2 separate regions of the Sander lucioperca genome follow, and region 2 is linked to region 1. The links are chromatin contacts, called in public Hi-C maps. All regions are on one chromosome and are shown on one strand. Each heading gives the region's core, a stretch centred on a gene start, on an enhancer-like site or on the middle of the called end of the contact. The rest is flanking DNA. Distances are from core to core; before and after follow the strand shown. Region 1 holds the start of si:dkey-177p2.6 (SERTA domain-containing protein 3). Region 2 holds the start of jade1 (protein Jade-1).

Evidence for each region. Hi-C and Micro-C count contacts between places; a contact is called where the count stands out from the background.
Region 2: a contact with region 1 is called in a Hi-C map of liver, with 4 times the contacts expected there. The contact joins the promoter of jade1 here to the promoter of si:dkey-177p2.6 in region 1. A contact is called at or near these places in 2 of 2 Hi-C or Micro-C datasets (liver and muscle).

What each region holds. Positions count from the first base shown.
Region 1 is chr18:3,994,810-3,998,972 of SLUC_FBN_1.2, reverse strand. It overlaps si:dkey-177p2.6 (SERTA domain-containing protein 3), which reads left to right and starts at 2,267. Exons shown (of 2, transcript XM_031280456.2): 1 at 2,267-2,527; 2 at 3,931-4,163. The coding sequence starts at 3,935.
Region 2 is chr18:4,135,120-4,139,282 of SLUC_FBN_1.2, reverse strand. jade1 (protein Jade-1) reads right to left here and starts at 2,177. Exons shown (of 11, transcript XM_031280440.2): 1 at 1,992-2,177. asmt2 (acetylserotonin O-methyltransferase 2) reads right to left here. Exons shown (of 10, transcript XM_035994380.1): 10 at 4,011-4,163.

The DNA.
Region 1 (4,163 bases), core at 1,018-3,517:
CAGCAAAGGGCTGCAGGTCGAACCCATGGCCGCTGCGTCAAGGAGTAAACCTCTATATATGGGCGCGCTCGCTACCAGGTGAGCTACCCAGGCGCCCATGTGTTGAGTGTGTTTTTGTGGGTAGATTTATTTTGTAAAAACGTGAACATTAAAAAGTGAATTAGATGTGACTCGGCTGCCACTTGGCTGCAGCAGGACCTTTATCCTCACGTGCGTTCACATGACTTTGGACCGTGAAATTCTGCATTAGATATGCAGAGAGTTGGATTCAACAAAACAGGACTTCTGTCTGTTTGCAGCTCAGGACATGCATACAAGGAACCTGTTCATAGCGGCAATTTTCTATTAATAATGAATGCTACTTTTAGTCTACTGAAGAGAGACTTTTCCTATTCTTAAACATGCACAAAGTCTTGTCTGAAACTGTCAAAAGGTATTTGTTCATAAAATTCTAGCTTACTCTGCATGTTGGCCTGCCGCCTAGTCTTCGTTTGCCCATAGTTAAAGATTAATGGCCTCTCGGTGACTCAGCAAAAAGGCAGCCCGAGAAAAAAAAAGGAGTCCTTAGAGAAAGAGACTATTGTGTCTTAAAAAGCAGCAACAGAGAAAACAGTAAATACAATGCAGGAAATCCATGCAGTGTTTCAGTGATGCACTTGAAAGTCCGGAAGTAGTTACTAAGTGTGTGCTATCAGACGACTGCGCCTCCTTTAAAAACATGAATGGGTTCATATTAAGTTAAAAAGTGCTAACAGGTCACAGGTCTCATGCTGCTTTCAGGTGCGTCTCATAAATCAAGACAACCATTTCTCACAAAGAAAAAATTTTGGCTGGACATAACAAAATGGCCCCCGTTTAACCGACAATTAAACTAATTCAAATTAACTACCATAAAAACGACTTACAACCAAAAAATGTAAACCAACAAACCTGTTATTAACTTCATCCTGCATGCATAAGACTTTTAATTTACTTAAAAGGCTCGTTATTTTTCTGTATTTTTCAAACATCTTTTGGCACAAATCAGCAGCATTTTAAGGTGGATTTTAATGTGCATGCAATTGCCCTGTCCACCCCAAAATGTAGGTCAGCAAACAATGAATGTTATAGTTTCAAAATATTGAATATTAACTTTCTGTTCTGAAGAAGAAGAAGTAGTAGAAGTGTAGCCGTGAGAGCTTCAGGAGGAAGAGATTGAAAAACGTGAATGAAGAGTTTCCTTTTTTGGTGTTTGCCCTCCCCCGTCTTTCCGGTCACGTCCTTCCCCCTCTCTTCTGAGTCATCTGTCTCTTTAAAATGTTGCATTCAGGTGCTCACTGCAACTCTGTGCATTCTAGATATTTCTAACTGATAAATTGATAGATGTTTGTTTATATTTTGATACATACTTTTGAAATACATTATCATTTATTTATATATATATATATATATATATATATATATATATATATATATATGTATATATATATGTGTGTGTGTGTCATGTGAGTTTTACAGAATATATAAAACTCACATGACACACACACACACACACACACACACACACACACACACACACACACACACACACACACACACACACACAGGTGTACTTTACCAGACTATTTGATGTTACTTTATACGTTTACTCCACTAGGCCTATATTTCAGACGGAACTATTGTACTTTTTACTCCTCTTCATTTAACAGCTGTAGTTACTATTTACTTTATAGATACAAAATATTACATAGTACACGTGATTAGTTTGTGAAAAATGACGTATTCTTCTACATTTAGGTACAAAGTAAAGTAGTTAAAATCAGCTCCACCTTGCCCAGCTACTACATGAAAATGTTTCTTACATGTTATCGCATTAGTAACAACACTGACAAGGGCCATTTTACGGCGTAATGCGTACTTGTACATATGGCACTTGCAGATTATACTGGTCTTTTAGTAACGGAGTGTTTTTACACTGTGGTACTTTTACTTAAGTTAACAACGTAAATACAGCTTCCACCACTGTCAACCATAGTGGTTCTTGTGGTGATGCCGGTTACACTATTAATTTGTCCAGTTCAGTTTTAGTGTCTATATTTATGTGTATGTAACACTATGATCAGTATTTTTATTCATACTTCTTCACATATTGGTCAAAACAGACCCTCTTTCTTAATTAAATCTACATTTCTCCGGTCACATTGACCAAATTCGTCGCTCACGTGTGCTCCGATATATTTCAGCCGCACCTGAACGCAGCGGCAGCTCGCAGTTGGAACAAACGGACGCACATTCGATGCCCCGTGAGTGGCGGAGGTGGATGCTTGATCAGCTGGGGAGCTGACCAATCACAGCCGCCCGGGAGCTCCGGCGCTCCCCCCTTCTCTCTCTCTACTCCGCGGCTCGGCCTCCTCCCCCCGCTGCTGTGTGTGGACGGACTGAACATTCCTCATCTTCCTGGGCACGATAGCAGAGGAACGCGGCGACGAAACGAGCCGAAAACACGACGGATTCACACACCTCATGAGACTTCCCATGAGCTCCTAAGGTAGTTTATTAACCTCGTTTTTTTATTATTCACTTAAAATATCCTCAAGTTTTGTCTTTAAACGAAGATAGTGTTTCCCCAACTGAAGTCCGTTAAGGGGGTAGGGGGTGCACTTGGGGGTCCGGGGCAAAATTAAGGACGATTGAGTGAAATTATTCTCTTATTTTACTACTATAAAGAGTGGCAATTGTATTTTCATATATATATATATTTACTTTATTCAGTTGTTCATCCCTCTATTAAATAAGACCAAGCAGCTTTTAATCTCTTCCGATGAGGGGGGTTAAAATCTCATCAAAAGGGGCTAGATGTGAGTCAAATTGTTATTTGGAAAACAATTGAGAGACAGTGATCTACAACTAACTAACTAACTAACTAATCCATGTCTGTATGGATGAGTAAAGTCTATCAGCCTGCATGGGTGTCTCACAGTGAGTCATAAGAGTTATAATGTTCACTTTACAAATGTCTTAAATGAAAAAACTCGTCCACCCCGTACACCGTGTACCGTTTGAGCTGCATTTGCCTGTAAGGCTGTTTCTGATGTTCATGATGGAGCTGATCAATTGAAAGTGAATGGGAAACTAGCCATGTTTGCTAGGCTGGGTGCTGTTACATAAGCTGGATACAAGGTCCATTACATAGCAAAGCAGCCTGATGTGATTCTGAATGTGTCTTAGTGTTCCCAAAAAGAATCACCTGGTTTAAGCTACTGTTTGTAAAGTTGGTTTCCTAATTGCTGTCAGTTGAGCAGACAGAAAGTCTCTATCAATAGCTTTACATATCACAGGGGCTTGTGTCTCTCATCAATGTACAGAAAATGAATTGGCAACCATTCTTTTCTTAGGTTTTCTCCTTTGATTTGTTTATTTATACCATTTTTAGCTCAAGGCAGGTTGCCCAAGAGTCCATGTTAAAATGATTACAAAAACATCTTCCGAAATACTATATATATATATATATATATATATATATATATATATATATGCGCGCTATATAGCATTCATACGCGCACACATACACTTAATATGTACACATGAATACAAATACATGCACACATACAGTCATAGGACATATCAATGCACAGTAAAAATATCGATACATCTCTAAGCTGTGCCTTTATTTTGAAATTCCCACTTTTTTCTTTTAGTTAAAAAAGAATTGTTTTTGGTTTAAATGTCTGGAAATGTTAATTAAGAATTAATATACTATTGTGATACAACTTGTGATTTACACCCCTACTGAATAATGGTGGTGTTTTTCCTGGAAATGTAAAAAATATAAAGACATTAATATCGGCTGCATTACTACAGTAACGTGTATATATCGTTCTTTAAAATGCATATTGGTCGAATGCACTGTACGTCACGTATAACTGGTAATCTATATATGTGTTAATGTAGGTCGATGTTGGGTCGCGGTGTGAAGCGGAAGTGGAGCTGCCTGGAGGAGCTGGAGGCCGAGAACCTCCCTGCTGCTGCAGAGAAGGAGAGGAATGGGGAGGAAGGGGGAGATGAGGATGGGTTCCTCGTGGGTCCGTCCAAATCCGACATGAGCCACTTGCAGCAGCGTCAGCTGGTGCTCGCCCTGTGCATGGAGAAGCTCCAGGGCTACCAGGCCGGGATGGAGCTCAGCC
Region 2 (4,163 bases), core at 928-3,427, 140 kb before region 1:
TACAGGTTTTTCTACATTGCATATAGACACAAAATTGAACTATGTACACAATTCTGAAAACTTGAAGCTCATGTATCAACAAGACTCCAGACCATAAAAAATTACTGTGAAGACTGCTAAACTTTACACTCACACTTTTATATCCAGTTTAATTTCTAGCCTAACAATCAGGATACAATCCCTGCAGCCACTTGCCCATCTTCTGAAAGGTGGTTTTGAATTCAATCATTAAACTGCTAGGTAATCCATCATGTCTCTAAATATTTACAATAGCTCTACTAACATAACAATTCTTGGCTATAAGCGGGTCGATATCAGAGAAAAAACAGTAGCGTTGGTTTTATATAATAATTTCACTATTCCACCGTTTCCTTGTTGCTCTGACAGCACACCAACCCTGTAGCTAAAGATGTGTACAACATTACATACCACAGTCACTGTTCAGCGATGACAACAAGAAGTAACCACATGCAACACAGACAGGAAACAACGCCTTTTACGGTGCTACGAATTCAGCCTGCATGATGAAAAACATCAGCGGGGGCTCTAAAACTCCCGACAGGTGGAAATATCTCAGGGACTGCTGATAGCACGCACAAGGGGGGAAGGTGATAACCCCAATTTAGCTGGCTAGGCTAACAGCAGGCTAGCCACGCCCCTTCTTCCAGCAAACATGCAACAGAAAGTAACGTTAGCGGCTAACTTTAGCTAGCATGCTAAACCAGCTGGTGGTTACCCCGGCAACATGGTAACACGCGCAAGGCAATGTTGTGTTTTTACGATATGAACTTAATTGCTTTAAATCAGACCACATAGCGTTGCATTATTTAAACCACACTGCACATGCTAGGTGGCTAACGTTAGCCAGCGCTAATCTCCCCACAACCGTTATTATGCAACATGCGGGCCCACCCACACATTCCACATCGAGTGGAAATGTTGTTTATGATAACAGTTTTTTTCAAAATGCTCCGCTACGCCCGTTTGCTTAAAATAATAACTTTTGCAAAAAATGGAGACAGAGACTGGTTCATATTAGAAGGGTTTACGCTTAAATACGTGTTTTCTACTCTGCACATTAGCTACATTTAGCTGACGTTGGTGATTATGCTGCAATCATGTGCTCCTCGGATTTTCCCGTTACCCCGTTGGGAAGTCGTTTCCGAAAACCACAGAAATATATATTAGGGTTAATGCTAATTAACAACTTTTTTAACTAATCTATGTCACTCTACGTGGAGAGCAACTTACTGTTACAACCTAATATCATATTCCAAATTAACGTTAACCTCCATGTGAGCTAAAATGTATATGCACTATGTGAATTAAATAAAAAGTCTTACCATTAACCTCACATTTACTTTTGTCCGCCTTGTTACTGCGTAATGTGACGCCAACTCGGTAAGTCCTATGATGCAAAACTTTCGCCGACTTTTCGAGTTGTTGTTCCGAGTTGAGAGGGCATTTACGTGAATTTTCGCAGTCTGAAATACATTTGTCCGATTCTATCAACACCACTTGAATGCAGCATTAGCAACAGTGGCTAGCTTGTTAGCTGGGGGCTACACGTATGTAATGTAGTTGGCATTTAGCATTAGCCAGCGCTGCTTACATGCTGCGCCCGTATTATCAAACAGTCCCCAGCCACCTATCTGTCAAAGGTTAAGGGTCAATAATTGATTCAAACTACCTGAAATCAACGCGAACACATCCATGAACGCTGAAAACTAACTAATACGGCAGTGTTGTTGTGCTATCTGTGTTGCTAACCAGCAGCAGGGTGCACAGTGTTGCAGATTTACCAGCGATCCACTGGCTGAGGTTAACCTTTGGCGCCATTTTAAATGACGATGTCGCGTTTTCCTAGTGGACTGCTAGTGCGACCATACTAGAAATATTAACTCGTTCAAATAGCCCGTTAAGAACATTCTGTTAGATATGCACACGAATTAAACCAGTGTATATTTGAAAATAAATTGGACGGTACATACAGAGCACGTCAGGCCGATGAAAGCCGGTGTTTTGAGTTTGATGTGAAGCGCACAGCCGTGAGTTCCGCTTGACCCGCATTCCACATACACAAACACAGAGCGGCGGCCGGGGAGGAGGTTACCCAGCCGGACTGTAGCTGCGCCTGTGCGCCGCTGGAGGGCAGCAGAAGCCCCTAAACCGGCCCCAGTACCAATAATCCTGCAGCTCCTAATGCAGGAAAACATGTTTCATTATTATGTTTCCAATGTCAGTATTCCCATATTCAGCTTAATAGATGTCATATTTTATATGGAAAATTTTAACAACCACATATCTTCTTTAATGGATACAGTCATTATTATGGGAAAGAAACATCCATATTTGTAAGTGGAAAACAGAAAGCCTAATTCCATGGGGGTTATTAATGAAATAAAATACTTTGTCAAATCATTGAAATTCGTCAAAAAGCCATAAAACTACTGCAAAACGTCACCTCCTTTGTTATAACTTATAATTAATTGTAATTTGTATCACCCTGGTATGTGGCTTATTAAATATCGTTTTATATGTGTATACATTTTTCATAGTATGCATCATCAAATGTCCCCTGTAATTTAGTTCATTTTTATAAAGTTTAATTACTGTCACGTTTTTATATTAGATATGTTATGTGATGAGTACATTGTCCCATTCTTGTTTTGTAATATTAATGTTCTTGATTAAAATAAAATAAAAAATGTTTCCGTGTCACGTTGCCAGGTTAAGTGTCAACAAACGGATAATGTGAACATTGTTATTATAAGTGTGCATGAAGCAGCTGTCCCATTGACTCCTTTTATGGAAAGTACCATGCTGTAAATGGAAAGTACACCGTTTTATCTATTAAAGAAACAGAACACCAAAAACTAGAATTTAAAAGAAGGAAATAGCCTGTATTTATTTGTTAGTGTTGCTCCCCCACTAAAATCTGCACCCCGGTTTGTTTGTTTCAAGAAACTTTATTTATATTTAATTAGTTTTTCAATTAAATGTCATTTAATCCTCACACGTTACATGTTACATGTTACTTAAAGAAACTTATTTGTTTCCCCCTACCTTTACATGAATTGCTATTTTTTATGTCATTCATATGATTTTAACCTGTGCAAATAAACAAACATACAAAAATTATTGGCTGCAAGTTAAAGTCCCGTAGTGTGATAGTTATTCCATTATTGATTTGACTGCTTTACTACATGATTAAAAGCTACAATAAAGTTTTTTTTTTTTTTTTATCATTCAAAGGAAATTCCAGAAATGTTATATTAACCCTTTAACATCCCATTTTCAAGACAATTGAACCTTATCAAATATTCTATTGACAGGGTTGCAGACATACAGTACATTACATACATACAGCGATACTCATAAGCAAATCATCCCCTAAAAATCCCCTAAACATATGCTATAATGGAAATATATTTTGAAAAACTAATGTCTTACTGTATGCACACTTCCGGGTGTATTTACTTTTTCATTGTTAGCATTGAAATACATTAAAAAAAAAAGATGGAATATGTCATTGTTTGTGAGTTGTCCTTTAACAAACCAATGTTTAATTTTGGAGTAATTTCAGCAGCTACATGACATTAAAAAAAAAAAACTGCAACAATAGAAAGACAGCTGCATTGTCAAAATCCATCACCTGGTGGCTTTTTACACAACAATAACAAGATGTAGTGTATGTCTCGGATTTAATCTGCAGGATGCATGCTGCCCACACATGGAATGATCAGAGGACAGGAAACAAGCCTACAGAACCGTGTGCTGATTCAAAATGATTCTATCAAACAGTATGACATTTTGCATTGGCTCCTCATCTATGACACACAGGCAGATCACAAAAAAGGAAAATGTTTCCTGCACCTCTTACACTGTTTTGTAGTATGTATTCAATATGTGACATTTTCAGTACTTGTTTAGAGCTGAGATGATGTAAATTACTTTCTGTTGTAAACACGAGATGTTGAAATGCAACAAATACCAATAAAAAACACCAGTGGAGGAATAATGGAGGTAAACTGAGGTTTGTTCTGCAGAGTCTGGTTTACATGCAGTCTTAGAGGGAACCTGAACTCATCACAGTAAACAGGAAAGCCAGGAACACACAGTCCCACAGTAACACAATATCACAACATACACAAAAGTCTGTA